2 separate regions of the Mus musculus genome follow, and region 2 is linked to region 1. A link is a contact called in public HiChIP or PLAC-seq data. All regions are on one chromosome and are shown on one strand. The core of a region is the stretch at or near the end of the contact, and the rest is flanking DNA. Distances in the headings are between cores, read along the strand shown. Region 1 overlaps Prrc2b (proline-rich coiled-coil 2B). Region 2 overlaps Fam102a (family with sequence similarity 102, member A).

The links. HiChIP or PLAC-seq counts read pairs in DNA pulled down with a chosen protein or histone mark.
Region 2: a contact with region 1 is called in an HNF4G HiChIP or PLAC-seq map of pancreatic cancer cells. The contact joins two enhancer-like sites. A contact is called at or near these places in 2 of 115 datasets of contacts at active chromatin or transcription factors (bone marrow-derived macrophages and pancreatic cancer cells).

What each region holds. Positions count from the first base shown.
Region 1 is chr2:32,166,564-32,169,786 of GRCm38.p6, forward strand. All of the region lies in intron 1 of Prrc2b (proline-rich coiled-coil 2B), which reads left to right. Among named protein-coding and RNA genes, the nearest start is that of Prrc2b, 17 kb to the left of the region's middle. Within about 2 kb of position 1,483, at least 324 of the 459 cell types and tissues checked have an H3K27ac peak or open chromatin away from gene starts, as enhancers often do. A contact at or near this core is called in bone marrow-derived macrophages and pancreatic cancer cells, where this site is marked.
Region 2 is chr2:32,546,923-32,550,145 of GRCm38.p6, forward strand. All of the region lies in intron 1 of Fam102a (family with sequence similarity 102, member A), which reads left to right. Among named protein-coding and RNA genes, the nearest start is that of Fam102a, 13 kb to the left of the region's middle. Within about 2 kb of position 1,574, at least 103 of the 459 cell types and tissues checked have an H3K27ac peak or open chromatin away from gene starts, as enhancers often do. A contact at or near this core is called in bone marrow-derived macrophages and pancreatic cancer cells, where this site is marked.

The sequences.
Region 1 (3,223 bases), core at 233-2,732:
CCTCCCTGTGCTGCAATCAAAGCTCCCAGTTGAAGGGTGTGATGTGTTACAACGAGGCAGTCATGGTGGTAAGAGTGTGAAGTCACGGTGCATTGTAGCCAGGAAAAAGCATGAGATGAATTCTGCTATTCAGTTCTTCAGTCCAGGACCCCAGCCCTTGGGATGCTGCCACCCTAATCTAGAAATTCCCTCGGACACGCCCAGAGGCTGGTCTCCATGGTGACTCTCACCGGAAACTGTCGAGGGTTGGGAGTCGTTGCTTCCTTTCATTCTAAGGGGGCTCTTCTGGGGCTGAGGCAGACTCAGAGAAAACACGCCCGATGTCACCTGTTCTCCCGGTGTCATTGTGTGATCTTTCTGTGTCTTGGATTAGTCTCTGGTTTCTCAACTCCAGGAATTTTTCTTGGGTTTTTAATTTTATGATTTCTTCCACTCTTGATTTAATGTGAGGCAGGGGGAGAGGTTGAATAAGTGTGTGTGTGTGTGTGTGTGTGTGTGTGTGCTGCTAGAGCATACTTCTGCTTGGCTAAGATGTGGGGAGAGGACGCAGGGTGTGGTAGCCCCCTCCTGGTTTCTCTTGCTTAGCTTCCTTTTTTTACTTTGTACCCTTTACTGTCCCCGTGCCCTTTGACCTCTCTTAGCCAGGGTACTCTGTAGGGAGTCTGACAGGCTCATTCCTGGGCCTTTCTGATTCTGAGGCAGCCGCTACTTCCTGGCATCCCAGGGTGTGTTCCTTCTGAGTAACAGCCCTCATCTTGTGGCATGTCAGTCTGCTGCCACCAAAATTGCCGCTGGATTTCGGGTTCTCTCTCGTCTTCTGGAAGAGTTCTAGAAGAGTAGGTGGTCCTTCAGCAGGACACCGCTGGATGTCTGGGTGGTGTTGCTCTGAGTCCAGCCGATGGGACTAGTGGCCATTTGAGATGAGTGCACATGTGTGCGTGACACAGCAACTGGAGTATTTTGTGAGCCAGCCTCGGCGGCACTGCCCTTCTGTTCATGGTTCTGATTGAGAGGTCTGCCGCTGAGCACAGAGTCTCAGGAGGAAGCCGCTGGTCGCAGTCTTCTCACAATGCCTGCCCACCCCCCTGAGCCCAGCCTGGTATAGCAGTTGAAGCTTTCTGTAGCACAGGCTCTGCGTTCATCTGGGGGTTGGCATTGTCACCTGGCGGTGGCTGTGAAGTAGCCACCTGTCCCATCTCCACTCCCTGGCTCCTCTGTGTTTTGACACAGAAGCCTTTGCACGGAGTTTGTCCCCACTTCATCTTTGTGGCATAGAATTCCCAGAGGATCGGGTGGTTACTGGGGTAACATCACTCCTGGGTCTGCCTTTCTGTGCTGAGTTGGGTTGAGCCGAGGCAGCAGGGACTCAGTGGTAGACAGGACTGCTTTCTCCCTCGATGAGAAAGTTGCTTCCTGCCTGAGGCCCACAACCGCATTCCTGTTTGCCCAGATCCCAGCTTGCTGTGGGTGACGTCATCCACAGAGAGGCCTGGGGTGTAAACAGTCACAGCTGCAGGGCTCAGGGACAGCTGCAGGTGGCGGGATGGCGGCCCCAAGTGTTCCTCTGCTTGTCTGTCTCTCTAGTTCCTTTTTAAAATTTCCCTTATACACATCTACACAAATAGCAAATCTATTTAGAACTGGGGTACAATGCTGTGTGAGCTTCGTGGATGGTATTTTTCTTTTTCCTCTTTTTTAAATTACTCTTTTTAAATTTTTCTTTCTTTTTTTAAAAATTAATTTATCCTTTCATATATTATATCCAGACCACAGTTTCCCCACCCTCTCTCTGTTCCTAACCTCCTCCGTCCCCCCACCTCCTCCTCCCCATCCACGCCTCCTTTGAGAAAAGGGCAGGCCTCCCAGGTTGTCAACCAAACATGGCATAGCAAGTTGCAAAGATTAGGCACAAGCAGGCAAACATGTCAGAAACAGCCCGTGTTCTCTGTTAGGTGCCGCACAAAAACACCAAGCTACACGACGTTAGCATATACAGATGGTCTAGGTTAGATCCATGCAGGCTCCCTGATTGTCCATTCAGTCTTAGCCTCTGTGAGTTCGGGTTTGGTGATTTGTTTTTTGAGACAGGTTTTCTCTGTAGCCTTGGCTGTCTTGGAACTCACTCTGTAGACCAGGCTGGCCTTGAACTCACAGAGTTCTGCCTGTTTTGCCTCCCAAGTGCTGGGACTAAAGGTGTGTGCCATCACTGCCCTTATTTTCTTCACTTATTTTTTAGATACATGTTCACTATGCAGCCCTAGCTAACCTTCAATTCTCTGTAGACAGGTTGGTCTTGAACTCAGATCTGCCAAATGCAGGGATTGACGACATGACCCATTATTCCCACCCCATAATTTTTTTTTAAAAAACAAGTTGTTGTTGTTGCTGTGCTGGGATGATACTTGGGGTTTTGTTTGTTCTAGGCAAGCTTTCTACTCCTGAGCTGTATACCACCCCTCATTGACCTCTTGAACTGGGAACCTAAACCTGTAGTAGAATAGAGAGCAAAACCCGGAGGCAGGCAAGTCACATCATGGCGGGTGTTTCCGAGCGACCAGGTGGCCTTGCTGGAGATGGGAGATGGCCCATGAATCTGAGAGTTGCGTGCCTGTGTGCGACCTGTTTGTACGATGCATGCATGTAATCGTGTGAGTATCTGCTGTATATGGGGTGAAAAGCCGGGAGCATATTGTGTCCATTTTCTCTCACGCTCTACCTTAGTGCCCTGAGTTAGGGTCTCCCAGCCTGAGGTGGGCTTTTTGGGCAGGTTGGCTGGTTGGTGAGTTTCCTAGTGCTGAGACTGCAGGCTTGTCCAGCCATGCTTGGCTCTCTCATGTGAGTACTGGGGACACCACACACACACACACACACACACACACACACACACACACACGAACATTAAAGCTATATCACGAGTGCAAAAAGAAAACAGATGTTATAGAAAGAAAACCGAGCAGCTGATTGTCCCTGTGTTCCTGACGTGGGAGCCTTGGAACTGGGACAGTGTGGTGGTGATTAAAGTGTGCCCACAGTGGACTGCCGAGCTCAAGAGAATTTTCTGAGAATTATAGTACACCTGTCTTTTGAAGGCTCATACAGGGGCTGGCCCACAGGTCCTGTACAATCACAACTTGGATCTCGTGATTTCTGAGGGTGGACAGCAGTCTGAAGACAGGTCTCCTGTGTGTGGAGGAGCAGGTCTGTTCAGCAGGAGCCCCAAGGT
Region 2 (3,223 bases), core at 324-2,823, 380 kb after region 1:
GGCCTGAATCTCACAGAGATCTGTCTGCCTCTGCCTCTGCCTCTTGGGAGCTGGGATAAATGATGTTGATGTGCACCACTATACCTGGCTCCAACCCCTGTCTTAGGGATGAACCTTTGACTGGTGTGCCCCACTAAGTCCCAAGAGGAAACAGCCTAGGCTCAGCAGTTCTACAGGGTTTGTGTTTGCCAAATGGATAACAGGGAAAATTTGGACCTTGTTGTGAAGCTGATCCTGCCCATATTGGATGTAGGCCAGGCAGCCTTTCTGTTTGGGCAGCAGTAGGGTGGACTGTTTGGGGCTTTGGGTTGCAGAGGGCATTCTCTGTAGCAGCCATTATCGCAGGCCCATCCCATGACACTGTTGAACAAAAAAGGCCCAAGGCAAGATACACAATAGCATTTGAGTGGAGTTGAAAGCCTGTGTGGTTCAAGGAGGATGGGATTATCCTTGTGTGGGGCCTGTGTCTGGACAGGGCCACTCAGCCTGACTCCTAGTAAGTGCTCAGTGGCTTGCTTGAAGTTAGTGGCAGTGGCAATGATTGGCCCAGGAGTGGTCTTGAGTCTGCAGTCTCAGGTGTCTATGGAGGAGGTGGAGCCCTGTGAGTCAGGGCCTCATGGTGGTGTCTGACCCTGGGCCTTCTGTCCTGTGATCGGAATCTTCGGTAGCTGCTGAGCACAGCTGGACAAACAGGTCTGAGTCAGTGCCAGGCTGTGAAGAGAGGTGACTCTGGCTAAACAACTCCTGATTATCTTGTCGCCTTAAGTTCAAAGGGCCATGGGGAATCCGATGTGCAGCAGGAACACCGGGTTAGCAGGTACAGTAGTGATGATGGTCCCTGACTCTACAAACTGTAGAGAACAAGCTGCAGGCACATCTGGGAATCCCCTACTGGGAAGTGGTGCCCCTGTGAGAAGGCTTGACTTTAGGGAAATAGACTACAGAGATCTCTCATTCAGTTGTTAGATCTTCAGCACCATATTTGAAGATAGGAGACCAACTGTTAGTGTACAGACGCCCTGCCTCTACTTGGCTCTGGGAGACAAGGGCCTTGCTTGGTTCCAACTACACCTATAGACCCAGTCCTGCCCGCACAGTTAGGGAGCGCCCTTAGGATGGGCCTGGGTGAAGGTATCCCCTTGACTGGAGTCTAAGTAATTTCAGGAACCAGGCCCCAGGGACAGGAATCTCTCCTTCCTCTCACTCCTTCCTCTTTGGGTGAATCAAATACCACCCGGGCTTGAGTCACTGGTCACACATTCCTGGCCACCTGCCACACCTCTGAACATGACAGCTGAGTTTCAGGACTGGGGAAATGGCCAGATCCAAGGTCCAGAGCAAGGAAGAGGGCTGGGTCAGTACTTTTTGCAGGCTTCCAGGACCACCTGCCTCTGAGGCCCCTCTCTGCAGGTACTAGTGCATGGCTAGGCCATGTCCACAGTTCCACAGAGGTGCCTATCGTGTTTAGTTTGGGCACTAGCAATTCCATGAGAAAGAAAGTGACTGAGACCCAAAGGGCGCTAGAGTTCATGGGTGGCAGAGGCTTGCTTGGACCCATCTTTGCCTCCCCGTGCCACTCAAGTGAGTCTGCTGGGTTTAGGAAGGGGAAGTCCCCTGAGCAGATCCGACTCAACACCTCAGCATTATAATAGTCTAGGTCTTAGGAATTGACATTGGTACCACATCCCAGTGTAACATCTGTTGTGCCTTCTTCCTTTGAATTCCTAGGGCCTCTGTTTTCCAGCCCTAACATGGAAAAATGTAGTGTTGGGCATGGGTTCAGATCACTGACCTTGGACAGGTAAATTCTTGTGCCTTGTGTTCCTAGCCTGTGACATGGGAGTGATGGGCTATGGATTCTGTGACCATCTCTCCCTTGGCATGAAGCAGGTGTGATACCATCTCTTCCCTTGTGTGGAATACTCATGGAAAAGGATGAGATCACAGGGCCTAGGGTTCTGGCAGGACAGAGAGCCATGCTGTCATTGAGACCTGAGAATGGTTCTCCTATGTCGGCAGATTTCCCAGGGATGCTGGGAATGCAAAATTATGTCTAGGGGTACAGACTACCCCTCAACCCCTGGACTCCCTTAAGTCCCTGGACTCCCTTGAGAATCAGTGTCCTGATCTGTGAAGTATAAGTATGAAGCGAGTGTATGAAGAGCACTTGGCACTTAGGAGGACATCCAGGAGACAGAAGCCACGAGACACTTTTGTACATGGGGCTGGACCTGCATTTGGTTCAAAGCCAGCAACTTACTATAGATCCCTTCACTTTAGAGCAAGATCCAGGAACTAGGCCTGAGGGTGCGGCCCAGTGGTAGAGCGTTTGCCTAGTATACACACACGGCTCTGGGTTTCAACCGTAGCATCAACAAAAAAGAAAAAAGCTAGTGATTCCTGGCACATTTCAGACTCCGGTTTACAGGCATCTGCCTGGGTAGTAACATGAGCTGTCTGTATATCCTGGCCACGAAGCAGAAGGACAGCTACGTGCCAGTGACTGCAAACAAAGAATGCCAACACCTACCTGTCTTGGGTTTCTTGAAGGTCAGTCTCCAGATTACATGACTGAAGGGCACCAGGATTCAAACCCAGGTGGGTCTTAACCTGATGCTCCTAAGCCAGCCAGCTTGAGTGCCCGTCGATCATCTCACCCCTTCTCCGTGGTGCACTTCCTAAAGCTGCATTTGCTCACATTGTGCTTGATGGCGTCACTTGCCAACGTCAGCTTGTACTCCCAGCTTTTCTGTCTACCCCTGAGCCATTTTTAGGGTTCTTGATAACAGAGGAGCAAAGAAGGCAGCATGGGGCCGAAGGAGCGCCTCAAAACTCTCCAGTGTTGGGCACCAAGTGGCTTGGCTTCTAGGAACTTCTTGCTGCCTCACCACAGAGGAGGGATGTGCCAGAACTGTAGGGAACTGCTTCCCCTGCACGTGGCCCTCAACTTCTGGCAGGAGTCAAACACTGTTGGGCTGCCACGTTGGCCCTCCTGGCCTGCAGCCCCTGGATGGATGCCTTGGCTGGTCCCTGGGGTGGGCCCCTCCCCAGGCAGCTGTGCAGTTCTCTCCGGGAAAGCACTGGCAGATGTTGTCGATTTAAATTGTTTCCTTATTTTATTCTCAGTCGGGGCTGCCTCTCATCAGCCTAGACTCTAGATTGCATCACTAGGACCGCTTGTACAAGGAACCAGGGAAAGCCTGGGGTTCAGGCTGTGCTGGGC